Linked DNA regions of Sminthopsis crassicaudata: region 1 is linked to region 2. The links are chromatin contacts, called in public Hi-C maps. All regions are on one chromosome and are shown on one strand. The core of a region is the stretch at or near the end of the contact, and the rest is flanking DNA. Distances in the headings are between cores, read along the strand shown.

Evidence for each region. Hi-C and Micro-C count contacts between places; a contact is called where the count stands out from the background.
Region 1: a Hi-C map of hippocampus shows a contact between it and region 2, with 2.7 times the contacts expected there. The contact joins the promoter of LAG3 here to the promoter of LPAR5 in region 2. A contact is called at or near these places in 2 of 2 Hi-C or Micro-C datasets (fibroblasts and hippocampus).

The regions. Positions count from the first base shown.
Region 1 is chr5:187,673,720-187,679,207 of ASM4859323v1, reverse strand. LAG3 (lymphocyte activating 3) reads right to left here and starts at 3,164. Exons shown (of 9, transcript XM_074269052.1): 1 at 1,098-3,164; 2 at 678-764; 3 at 323-482. The coding sequence starts at 735. PTMS (parathymosin) reads right to left here. Exons shown (of 5, transcript XM_074269054.1): 2 at 4,412-4,483; 3 at 4,193-4,259; 4 at 3,969-4,030; 5 at 3,263-3,814. The coding sequence ends at 3,764.
Region 2 is chr5:187,514,476-187,520,056 of ASM4859323v1, reverse strand. It overlaps LPAR5 (lysophosphatidic acid receptor 5), which reads left to right and starts at 2,827. Exons shown (of 1, transcript XM_074266771.1): 1 at 2,827-4,371. The coding sequence starts at 2,827. The coding sequence ends at 3,933. It overlaps ACRBP (acrosin binding protein), which reads left to right. Exons shown (of 11, transcript XM_074266769.1): 10 at 752-844; 11 at 2,692-4,371. The coding sequence ends at 817.

The DNA of each region.
Region 1 (5,488 bases), core at 1,915-4,414, 160 kb before region 2:
GCCCATTTCTTAAGGAGAGCGATATTGAAATAGGTAGGGGGTAATAAGAGACTGGGGGTACGAAGTAGAATCCAGGCTACATAAGCTAGAGCATCTCCAAGGGAGGGAGGGAATTAAAAAATAGGCAAGGCCAGGCAAAAGAGACAAGAAGGAGAACATGAGGGGAAATGACTGGAAAGTTTCGGAAGCTGAACAAAGGGCCTAGACAAGGGAACAAACCGTGACAGCCGGGGAGGAACAGTATAATTTGAGGGGGAAAGAGTTATCAGTATAGTTTGATTTGGGATTTAGATATTTGGGTTTCTGAGTTTGAGCTCCATACCTGTCCTGCCAGCGCTGCCAGGTGACAGTCACCTTCCAAATAGAACTATGCCCCCGAGAGAAGTTTTGTTGGATGCTTGAGAGGATGCAGGGGAGTTGAACAGGGAAACCCTCTTTGCCCCACACCACCTGGACTTCTTTGCTGGGCATTTGAGTCCCTGCTGTAGAAAAAGAGAAGCTGGGGAAATTGAGGTAGAAACTGGGGACAATGACTCCAAATTCCAGGGACAGGTAAATCTACCTGAGGAAAACTCTAAGACAACCCACTCAAAGCTGTGGCAGTCTCCAGGTAATCTTGTGGAGAATTCCATCCACCCAATGCCAAGTATTCAGACTAGCCCCTCTCTGCAGCTTACCTCTGGCAACCAGCAGCAGTAGCAGAAATTGAGTTAGGGATCTCACCTCCCACAGCATCTCTTCTTCAAGGAGGCCTGGATAGAGCCCTCCAAGAAAGAACAGGATAGAGATGAGAGGAGGGAGATGTAGGGAGGAAGAGGATGTCAGGAGGAAGATAGAGCCTGAGATCAGGTGGCAGGAGATAGAGGTAGAAAGCAAGAAATAAGAAGACAAGAGGAATGGAGAGAGAAATCAGGTGAGAAAAATTCAGAGGGGGTTGAAGGAATAAAGACCAAAGAGAGAAGTGCTGGGATGGAGTACTTCTCTGATGTCTTGGCTTCCCAGTAGCAATGATAACTCCTCTGAGGACCTTGCCCCCTCACCTCCTCCTCTTTCTCCCCCACAGTCCCCACTTCCCCTCCCAATTGCCCCCCTCCTACCTCTTCTGGGGCTCACTGTTTCGATTCACATCGGAAAATGTGAGGGGGCTGATTCCCAGCAGCACCAATCCCCGCCCCTCCTGTTATTGTCCCCTTGTTTACTTCTTTCTGTCCTGGGTTCACCTCCCTCCCTAACCCCAAGGCTTCTCTCTCTGTCCTTCACTCCCCCACCCAAAGGCATTCCAAACCTGCCCATCATCTACACTTCCCTATTAAAATGTAATCTCCTTTAGAGAAGGGATGGTTTCATTTTTTGTACATATGTCCAGTACAATGTCTGACACATAGATGCTTAACAAATACTTGTTGATGAATCGAACGACTGATTCACTTCCGTGTAAAGACCCTTCTTTGGTTACCATTCCTTTTCTTCATGTCTTTTGCCTATTTGCCTATTTTCCTCACCCCTACCTCTACCTAAGATTTCTCCAAACTTAATTCTCTGATCCATAAATAAACATCACGTCCCCCTGTGTTCCCAGGAAACAGGCAAATGGGGAATCAGCACTACACTCCAGAGGAAGATAGAGTACAATGGCTGCCTCCCCTGCCCACCTGGTCTGCTACTAAGATCACAGCATTTAGAAAAGGTGAGGATCTTAAGAAATTGTCTGGTCTAATCTTTCTATTTTATATGAAGAAACTGAAGCCCAGAGAAGTTAAGTGCTTTGTCCAAGAAAAGAAGTAGGAAATAGCGATTGGAATTTGAATCCATATCCACTGCCTCCAAATCTGGTGTTCTAGTTAATGCACTGTTGCTGCATGTCTAGAGTTCTATTGGAAGCCAGTGGGGTAAGGAAAGACCTTGAATGGAAAGATGAAGCCCGATGAGTCAAAATTGCCTCTTAAGCCACCCCTCCTGATACCTCACGTTTCTTTCATCCCAAGCTGGTCCTGAACCAAGGAGAGGAGAAATGAGACCGCATAAGACAAAAAGATGCTAAGAAACAGTTGTAGAGGAAAAAAAAAAAAACCTTAAAAGACAAACACAAGAAAAGATGGATTTCAAAAGAGAGAAAAAAGGAGGGGCATTTAAAGTACAAGGAGAAGCCTTCCCAATTTGTTTTCCTATTCTCTTTCCCCAATCCAACTCAGATACAAAGGTGCACACACACCCGCTCTTGCACGCCTGTGCGTGCACACACACACACACACACACACTCCACCCAGAGTGTCAGAATATAGGCTGAGAAATCCTCCCCTTTTCCAATAGAGAAAATGATATTAATAATTAATTTTAATAATAAAAAAGTAATTCATATATATAAAGGTTTATATTTACAGAGGATATTATACATGTTACTTTAATTGCTCTCAATAAACTCTAGATGCAATTATTATTATTCTCATCTCACCCATGAACAAACTGAGGCTTCAAAAGGCAAGAGCTGGGACTCAAAGCTCCAAATCCTAACTCTTAGTGGAGGTATCTTTCCACTGCACCAGTGGCTAGGGAGATGGAGTAGCTCCAGAGGAAGACTCGAAAATTTCCTGTAGTTTACATTGGCTCCTTAAATTAGAGGGTCCCAACGCAAAGCCCTCATCTTTGCCTCATACCCCTTTTCCTTGTGGCAACAAGCATACACTATTCCCCTCTCTCATTAGAACTTCCTGTCTTAAGCCTTCTTGTATTTGCCTGGGTCAGCAAAATTGCCAGTCTCGGTAGCTTTATGCTCCATTCGGCATTATGTCTTTGTGAACGTTGTATGTCAGTGCACATACAGGTATGTGAGGGAAGCAGGAAAGGAGAGGAAGCAGGGCATGGGAGAGGGAGGCAAAGGGCATGCCCAAGAAATCTTCAGATCTACTTCCTGTCACAGAGTGAAGAGGGCCCAGGTGTGTCAGCCCCTATCCTGGCCCTGGGTTCTTCTTTTGATTAGGAGGCGGTAGAAGAAAGGACAGGAACGTTGGTAGACCGCAACGTGTAAAAGATTTCCCACATATTCCCTTTCTACTGTGGATATCCAGCACCTGTGTTTGGTGGGTCTCTCATGTTTTTCAGGTGTATGGATAGCTCCGATGAGGGGAGAAGAATTAGGGGAAGGAGGATGGTTATTTCATTGTCCATGAAGAGAGGACGGCTCCCCCCCCCCCAGCCCAAAATTGTACCTTTGTCCCACCCCACATACACACACACTTGTCAGCCGGGAGAAGAAGGAGGCAGGTTAAAAACAGAAGCGCGACCATTTCTTTATTAAATTATACAAAAAGGATAAAGGGGAGAGGGGGCAGCTGTGGGGCTCAGCCCCAACCCCAGCCTGGTGCTGTGAGGGGGTGGGGAATCTGAGGGAGATCCAGGGATCAGGCAGGGAGAGTGGGAGAGAAGGCAGAAGGGGAGATTTAGGAATGTGGAAAGGGGTAGAATTGGATTTTGAAGAATCAACTGGGGGATGGGAAGAGATATGAGGATATGGAAAAGAAGAGTAGTCTGGGGATCAGCTGGGAAGCTCAGGGATGGGGAATGTTCAGGAGGTGAAGGAATGGAGAGGTAAAAATTGGAATACCTGGAAAGGGAACAGTAAGAAGGCTGGGGAGAATAGGAGGGGGACAGCTCTGGGGAGGAATCCAGAACAGGGAGCCAGGTGAAAGGCCGCTGCACTTATCCCTCCCCATCTCACTTCCAGGCCCATGGGGTCCTCCCCACCCTCAGCCCAGACGACTGAGGCTCACACCGATGCCCCGTTTTCTGTCTTCTGCCTTTTAGGATCGGCTTCATCCTGCAGAGGGAAAAAGGATCCTCATGAATGCAAAAGAAGCAGGATTTGTTTCTAGTCCCAGCTCTGTCCCATACTCCAGAGAATCTTGGTTCAGACTTGAAAAGGGCCCCAGGATCTGTCATTTCCCCCTCCAATCCCTGGACCCAGCCCCAACCTCATCCTCAGCAGCTCTCTTCAGTGCGGGCCCTTCGTCATCATCTTCCTCTTCTTCCTCATCTGTGAAGCCAGAAATTGGTCACTGTGGAGGGGCAAAGGTCATCTCCAGAGACCACTGGAAGTTGCCCCTGACCCTTGCTTCAGTTCTTCAACTCTGACTTGATTCTACTTCCATCGACCCCCATCATCCCCGACACTCTTTGATCTCACCTTCCTCCTCACCCTCATCATCATCTTCTCCATCCTCTGCAGTCTCCTCCTCCTCCTCTTCAGCTCCATTCTCCTCCTCCTATGAGTACCAGAAAACCAGATCACATTGGTTGGGCATGCACCCAATAGATTAGTCCCGGGGATGGGGGGGAGGGTAGACAAAAAGGTATCTCAGGCAATAGCTCCCCCAAGGTTTCCTAGTGGCTCCCTCCCCTCCCCTCCCCGCTGTACCTCCACCACGTCTTTCTTCCTCTCTTTCCGACTAGTCTTCTCTTCTACTTTTTCTTTCTTCTCCTTCAGGTCCTGTGGAAGAGGGAACAAACGGCTCATCTGTGTCTTACCACAAAAGTGAATTGCCTTGAGAGCACTGTCCTGTTCCCCCTAGCTCCCAACCTCAAGCAGAAAGCCTAGAGGGCATTGGTTCGGTGTGACAAAGCGCCCAGTGCCCCTTCATGTGGGACAGGAAAGGTGCCAAGTTTTACTCTAAACTCCTCCTGGAAGGCCGAATGTGGGAACGGGAGCGAGAAGAAACAGAAGCCCGTCACCTTGGTGGCTCGCTGATTGCCACCTCCCTGAACACCCCCACTCCCCACCCCCCAGCCCCCCTTTGAGTGGCTGAAAAGCTCAGCTCAGCAAAGCAAATCCCTTCCATCTGCTCCGGCCCTTAATGCCCCACCCCCTCCCAATGTCCCTCCTCCTCCGCCCGGCCCCCTCCCACTGCCCACCCCTCCGCCTTTTGTCTACCTCTGGGGCCTCTATCTGCATGTTTTCTCTGGAGCATCGATCCCCTCTAACCCCCCCCCACCTCACCGCCTCCCCCAGCTTCTCTCCCTTTTGGTCTCTTCCTTTGTCGCTCTGTGTCTCTGTCTCTGTGTCTCCTTTTCATGCCGGGTGTTCCGCTAGACATTCTACCCGAACAGAAGCAGCACTCCGCTAGTGCCCTCCTCAGCGCCCCAACTCGCGTATGCTAGTCCCAAACTGGGTCACAAGGTCAAGTGTCTTTCCCTGACTCCAGGCTCTCCTCCCTTCGGCAAAGTTGGAAGGGGGGGTTAGGGTAGGAGGTCAAGCGGGGGATGGGCGCGGGGATGGGGAAAGAAAAGGAGAGGAAAAAAAGAAAGGATGCAGAGAAGACTCAGTGCAATAAAAAGATAGGTAGCTTTGGCCCGAGGCCAGGGAACAAGTCGGGGTGGTCTAAGAATACAGATGGGGTGGGGGTGGGAGGGAGCCTAGCTTAGGCTCACCCTGCCATGACCCGCTGTCTTCTTTACCCCAGAGACTCGGCACTCTCCTTTAGCCAGTCCCTGCTCC
Region 2 (5,581 bases), core at 1,578-4,077:
GCTTAACACCAGTCAGGCTGCATAGGCAGCTGTGTATGTTTTATAATTTCTTTGAACTCAAACCAAAGGGAATAGTTTTAACCCACTAGAGTAGAGTTTAAAGACTGGCAGAATAAAAAATTCCCTGACTGTTAGTGTGGTAAGATATCAGTAAACGTCAAGACTTTAAGAATCTTCAAATTCTTTAGTGTCCCTCCACCAGGAGGCTATAGAATGGAGTTTAAAGAGAAGATAGCTGCCTCAGAACCCAGTTAACAGAAAGTTAATCCTTCCCATAATATGGTAATTATAACAATTCATATTTATAGAATACTTTAATGTTTATAGAGCATTTTCTCAAACCACCGATATCTAGAAAGTTGTTGGGGAGAGAGGTGTAATTCCTAAAGTATAGGAAGGAGAGAGTCCTTTTAGGACTCATGGATTGGAGGTGGTAATTTGTTAAGTGAGGAGAAGAAGCCAAGGAGTCAGAGGGGTGACAGATTTTGTGCCAGTAGGAGATGAGTTAGTGGCACTTCTTTTAGAAATGAGGAAGTTGAGGAAAGTGATTTTCTATTTCTCTTTGACATATGTGCATGTCTTCTTGCTTCTCACCTCAGCCCAGAAATTCTTCTTCCTTTTCCTTCCCTCCCCACCAACACCACCAGCCAATAACCATCAACCAATGGGGTACCAAATGTGTGTGTAGGGGGGGAATGGAGGAATTCTTGGGCCTGTGCAATCTCTCTCATACTTCCTGTCTGCTGCATAGGACAACCCTGCCCTCCTTGCTTATCTCAGCAATGTGCAGAGCCCAGCCCAGCTCAGAGGGCACTGAGATGGATCACAGAGAGCTACAGGACAGGTGAGAAGACAGATGCCTGGGGCTGGGGTTAAAAGTGGGAGATGTAGAGGGGAGAGAGCATGGGAGGTTCAAAGGAGGGCGGCTGCATACTGGAATCTGTGTAGGTGATTTGGGAGAAAATTACTCAGGAGAAGTCACTGTGTCCAATAGGGCATAAATCTACCTTATTGTATTGAATATGTATCAGTTGCATTTTCTGTGTATGTGAGTGTGTGTGTATGTATGTATGTATGTATCTTTGTGTATTTGTAAGCTCCTCGAGGGCAGAAGCCATATACTTTTAGAGATCCTAGCACAATGCTGGGTTCAGGGTCAGTACTCAATAAATACTTGCTAATGGATCATCTCTGTGTCCCCTGTTTCATGTGTCTGTACATTTTACTAGGCTTTAGTTTAAGTGTACATTTCCTTGTTACTGCGTCTCTCTCCCTCCTATGCTCATTCTTTGTACCTGTGGATCTATTTTCCCCTGGTTGCAGATGTCTGATGAAATGAGGCCCCAGAATTGTGATCTAGGGTAGCTGTACTGTCTCTGTTCCTCTCCTACCCACAACCTCTCTCTCCCCTTTTCCCCCTCCCCTCCCAATAAATACACACAGGGCCTTCTCCTTTGAACAGATGTATTGGTTTGAGATGGCAGATTTCAACTGCTCCTAACCTATTCCCTTCTCCTCCCCTACCCATTTCAGTTTGTTTCTCTTTCCCATTTGGCTTGGCCCAGTGCCCATCTACCCCACTGTAGGCCTTAGGGACCAATCAAGTCAGAGAAAGGGATGAGGAGGCTAGGGTAGGGTTAAATTAAGGGAGGTTGGAAAAGGGGCAGAACTCAGAAAACTTAGAGAATTCCAATATACAAAAAAAAGCTCCATGGTGGGCTGATTGTTTTGCTTCTCCAAACCAACTTTATGGGGGGAGGTGGTAAAATTAGTTTTGCTTTTAAAATAGAAGTTCCTCTAGTTCATTTATGTGCCTAATCAACTAGTATTTGTTAAATGGCTACTAGGAGCCAAACAGAGTGCTTACAAGCTTAATGGCTTGATGGGGAGGGCCTAGTAGAATAATAATGACTAACATTTATATAGCACTTACAATGTTCCAGACTCTGTACTAAGTACTTTACAATTATCTAACCTTTCAAGTGTTAGGAGTGGTAACATATTTTAAGAGCTATTCTATAGGAAAGACATATAAAGTCCTCTCAATTGGAATGGAGAGTAGAAGGGAAATTGGATTATACAAAGCCTTTCAGAATCTTCTATATAATTATAACATAACATTTGTGAAAATGTTAAGATGTGGTTAATCTATATATGTCTCTGACAGGATGTAACAGTTGTGTCTTGATGTTTTGATCAACTTAGCATATACCATTGAGTATCTACTAAAGGGAGAGAGCTGGATTAGGGACTTTGGAAATGGGAAAGGTAGAAAAATAGAAGATGAACTCCTTAAGAGTTTATATCTAATTGAAGAAACTTTATAGAGCTATAATGGAAAGAGTGCTCATCAACCTACGAGGAGATTGTAAACGGAGTACTTAAGTGCTCAGAGGACTTTATAAATAAGGGACAAAATTATGTGTGTTCAAGAAAAACTCTGGCTTGAAGTAAGAGGGGAAAAGGGGAAGCAGGATGGTAAGGAAGAAGTCAACTCAATTATATCTGACTACAGATTTAGGCTAACCTGAAAAAGTAGTGGGATGGTTTCAGGACTTCCTGGGGGGGGGGGGGAGAACTACTGAAAAAAGTCCCACTTCCTGCAGTTGCTTCAGTTACTGTATATGATATGATATGCATATGTGTTTGTTCTTTCTGGCTATTGAACTTGGGCTTCCTTTCACATTTCAGGTCCCCATTGTAACAAAAGAGGAGCACTGGAGTTTCTGGCTTCTCTCTGTTTCCTCTACTCCATCTTGGTTGTACCTGGCCCTTCCTGCCCAACTTGAGGGATAATGTCCTTAGCTTAGCCCACTTGTTGGGGAAATGTCGGCCAACTCCACCTCCACTGGCACTGATATCCCCACGTGTCCTGACTACCGACTTTTCCACCGCCTGCACCTGGTGGGCTACAGTCTGGTGCTTGCTACTGGCCTTCCCCTCAATGCCTTGGCACTATGGGTGTTCCTCCGAGCCCTACAGGTCCATTCGGTGGTCAGTGTCTACATGTGTAACCTGGCAGCTAGTGATCTGCTTTTTACCCTTTCCTTGCCCCTACGGATCTCCTACTATGCTCTTCACTACTGGCCCCTTCCGGACCTCCTGTGCCAGACAGCAGGGGCCGCCTTCCAGATGAATATGTATGGCAGCTGCATTTTCTTGGCCCTCATCAATATGGATCGTTATGTGGCAATCGTCCACCCACTGCGGCTTCGCCACCTACGCAGGCCTATGGTGGCGAGGCTACTCTGCCTGGGGGTCTGGGCTTTGATCCTGGTGTGTGCTGTGCCTGCCGCTCGGGTTCACGCTCCCTCACCCTGCTATTATGAGAACATCACTGTCAACCTGTGCTTTGAGAGCTTCAGCGAGAAGTTGTGGCAGGGCAAACTGCTGCCCTTGGTACTTCTTGCTGAAGGGCTGGGTTTCATACTGCCCTTGATAACCATGATCTACTCTTCCAGTCGGGTCTTCTGGACCTTGGCCCGGCCCAGTACCACCAGGAGTGAACGACGCAGGAAAACGGTGCGCCTCCTGCTGGCTAACCTGGTCATTTTCCTCCTGTGTTTTGTGCCCTACAATACAGCCCTGGCTGTGTATGGGCTGCTTCGGGGAAAGCTGGTAGATGCCAGCTCCGATGCCCGGGACAAGGTGCGCCAGGTGTTGGTGGTGATGGTAGTGTTGGCTAGTGCCAACTGCGTCTTAGATCCCCTTGTATACTATTTCAGTGCAGAGGGCTTCCGAAACACTCTGCGAGACCTGGGAACTACTCGATGGGTAAAAGTCAGGTCTGCCAATGGATCTCAGGGACTACCTAGGCAACGGGAAAGTGCTACTCTCTCCACTCATGTTGAGGATACCTCTCACTGTGAACTGCTCTCACCTACACCTCTGGAAAAATCCTTCAGCCAATCCATCAAAGATTCAACCATCTGAGCAGAAACACTGGCTGGATTTCCCCTTCAAATTCATTCTCATGCACCTTAAGAGATTGCAAATGATCAAGGTAGTGTGGAGACAGGATCAGGTACCCAGACTCAGGTTTCAATCTTGGCGGTTAGTTCCAGGAATAAACAAAGTCTTAAGTATAAGGAAGGAGTTCCATAGAACCCTCTTTCTTAAAGAGGAGGAAAAATCCTTTCCTCCTTCCTCTGTCCAAAGATAGGGAAACATGAATGCCCAAGTTGTAAATTTGGCCCCTTTGAAGTTACCCAGTTGAACTGTCTGCTGAAAAGTCTCCTCACTAGAATGTTTTCTGCAAGGTATGCTTCCTCATACCACTGGGCCTTAGATCCCTTTATTTTGTTTTGAGGGGGGGGGTGGTAGGAAGGGATGGAGGAGTCATAGATGAATAAAATTGAAGGTAGGAAATGATTCTCCTCTTCTACGGAGTCAACTTTCTTTTTGGTGTGAGGTTAGAATGATCCATTTCTTAAACTCTGACGTGGGGCAGTGGGACAAGGTCATGGTTGGTTTGTGGCAAAATGGTGACGTAGAGAAGTTATCAGTTTCTCATCTCCTTTCACTCTCATCTGTCACAAATACCTGCGCCTTCATCTACCACGTTTCTTCTGCCTTTAAGAACAAAAGCAACCTGATCAACGCGTTTGCCTTATCTAAGTGAGAGCTATTCAACATCCATGATCCCCAACCCCAAACTTTAGGTACCGTGTTATTTAAAGATTTAAAATAGGATTACAGGGAGAGGACAATGTTTAACACAAAGGAATGAGGTATTAGTAGAATCTCCCGAGTCATAGAGGAGATATTTGGAGGTGGGGAGGAGAAGCCAGGAGCAGTAGGGTGGAGCTTATTGGCTGTCCCAGCTGGTAGAGAAGGGAGAACCACAAGAGAAATGAAAGAAGGAAATGCCCCATGTCACAAGCTTATTCTGAAATGAGGGGTAGGAGGGCCCGGCAGGGAGGGAGGAATGGGGGCTTTTCATGCCGTGAGTGGGGAAAAGAGAGACCGGAAGCAGAACATTCCCATGCGAGGGAGTGCTCTGGGCTTCTTGGCTCCCTGCCCCCACTGCCACACCACCCACACACCAGCACCCCAACCCCCCACCCTGGGAGAAGATTCCAACCAGAGCAACAAAGATGTTGCATGTATCTTGTGCCTCTGTATATCCCCCGGTTTTTTTTAATGTGTATATTTCTATGTTACCCAGCGTGTACGTATTTCTGTCTGTGTCATTGTTGCTTAACTAGGGTCTCCTGTGTGTCCTTTCGAGGTCATTAACAAACGGTTTGATTTTTAAGGGTAAAATGACCCCTGGTGGCCAAACTGGAGAATTGGCTCAGATTTCTCTGCCGGCCCTCTTGTCTTAAAGCAGGGGGATGGCTGGTGGTTAGTGCTCTTGATGACTCTCACCCTGCCACAGAGAAACAGGTCTGGTGTCTTTCTAGGGACAGTGCAAGCTCCTATGACAAAAATGTGGCCAGCTTTTGCTATATGGGCTTCTTTCCATTAGTGTCAATGATACTAACTGGGAAGAAAAGGAATGACCAAGAAATCTAGGGAAATGGATCAAGTATAGGGCCCTGGGGGCCCCTCACCCTCTGAACTGCCCCTATTGGTGAAA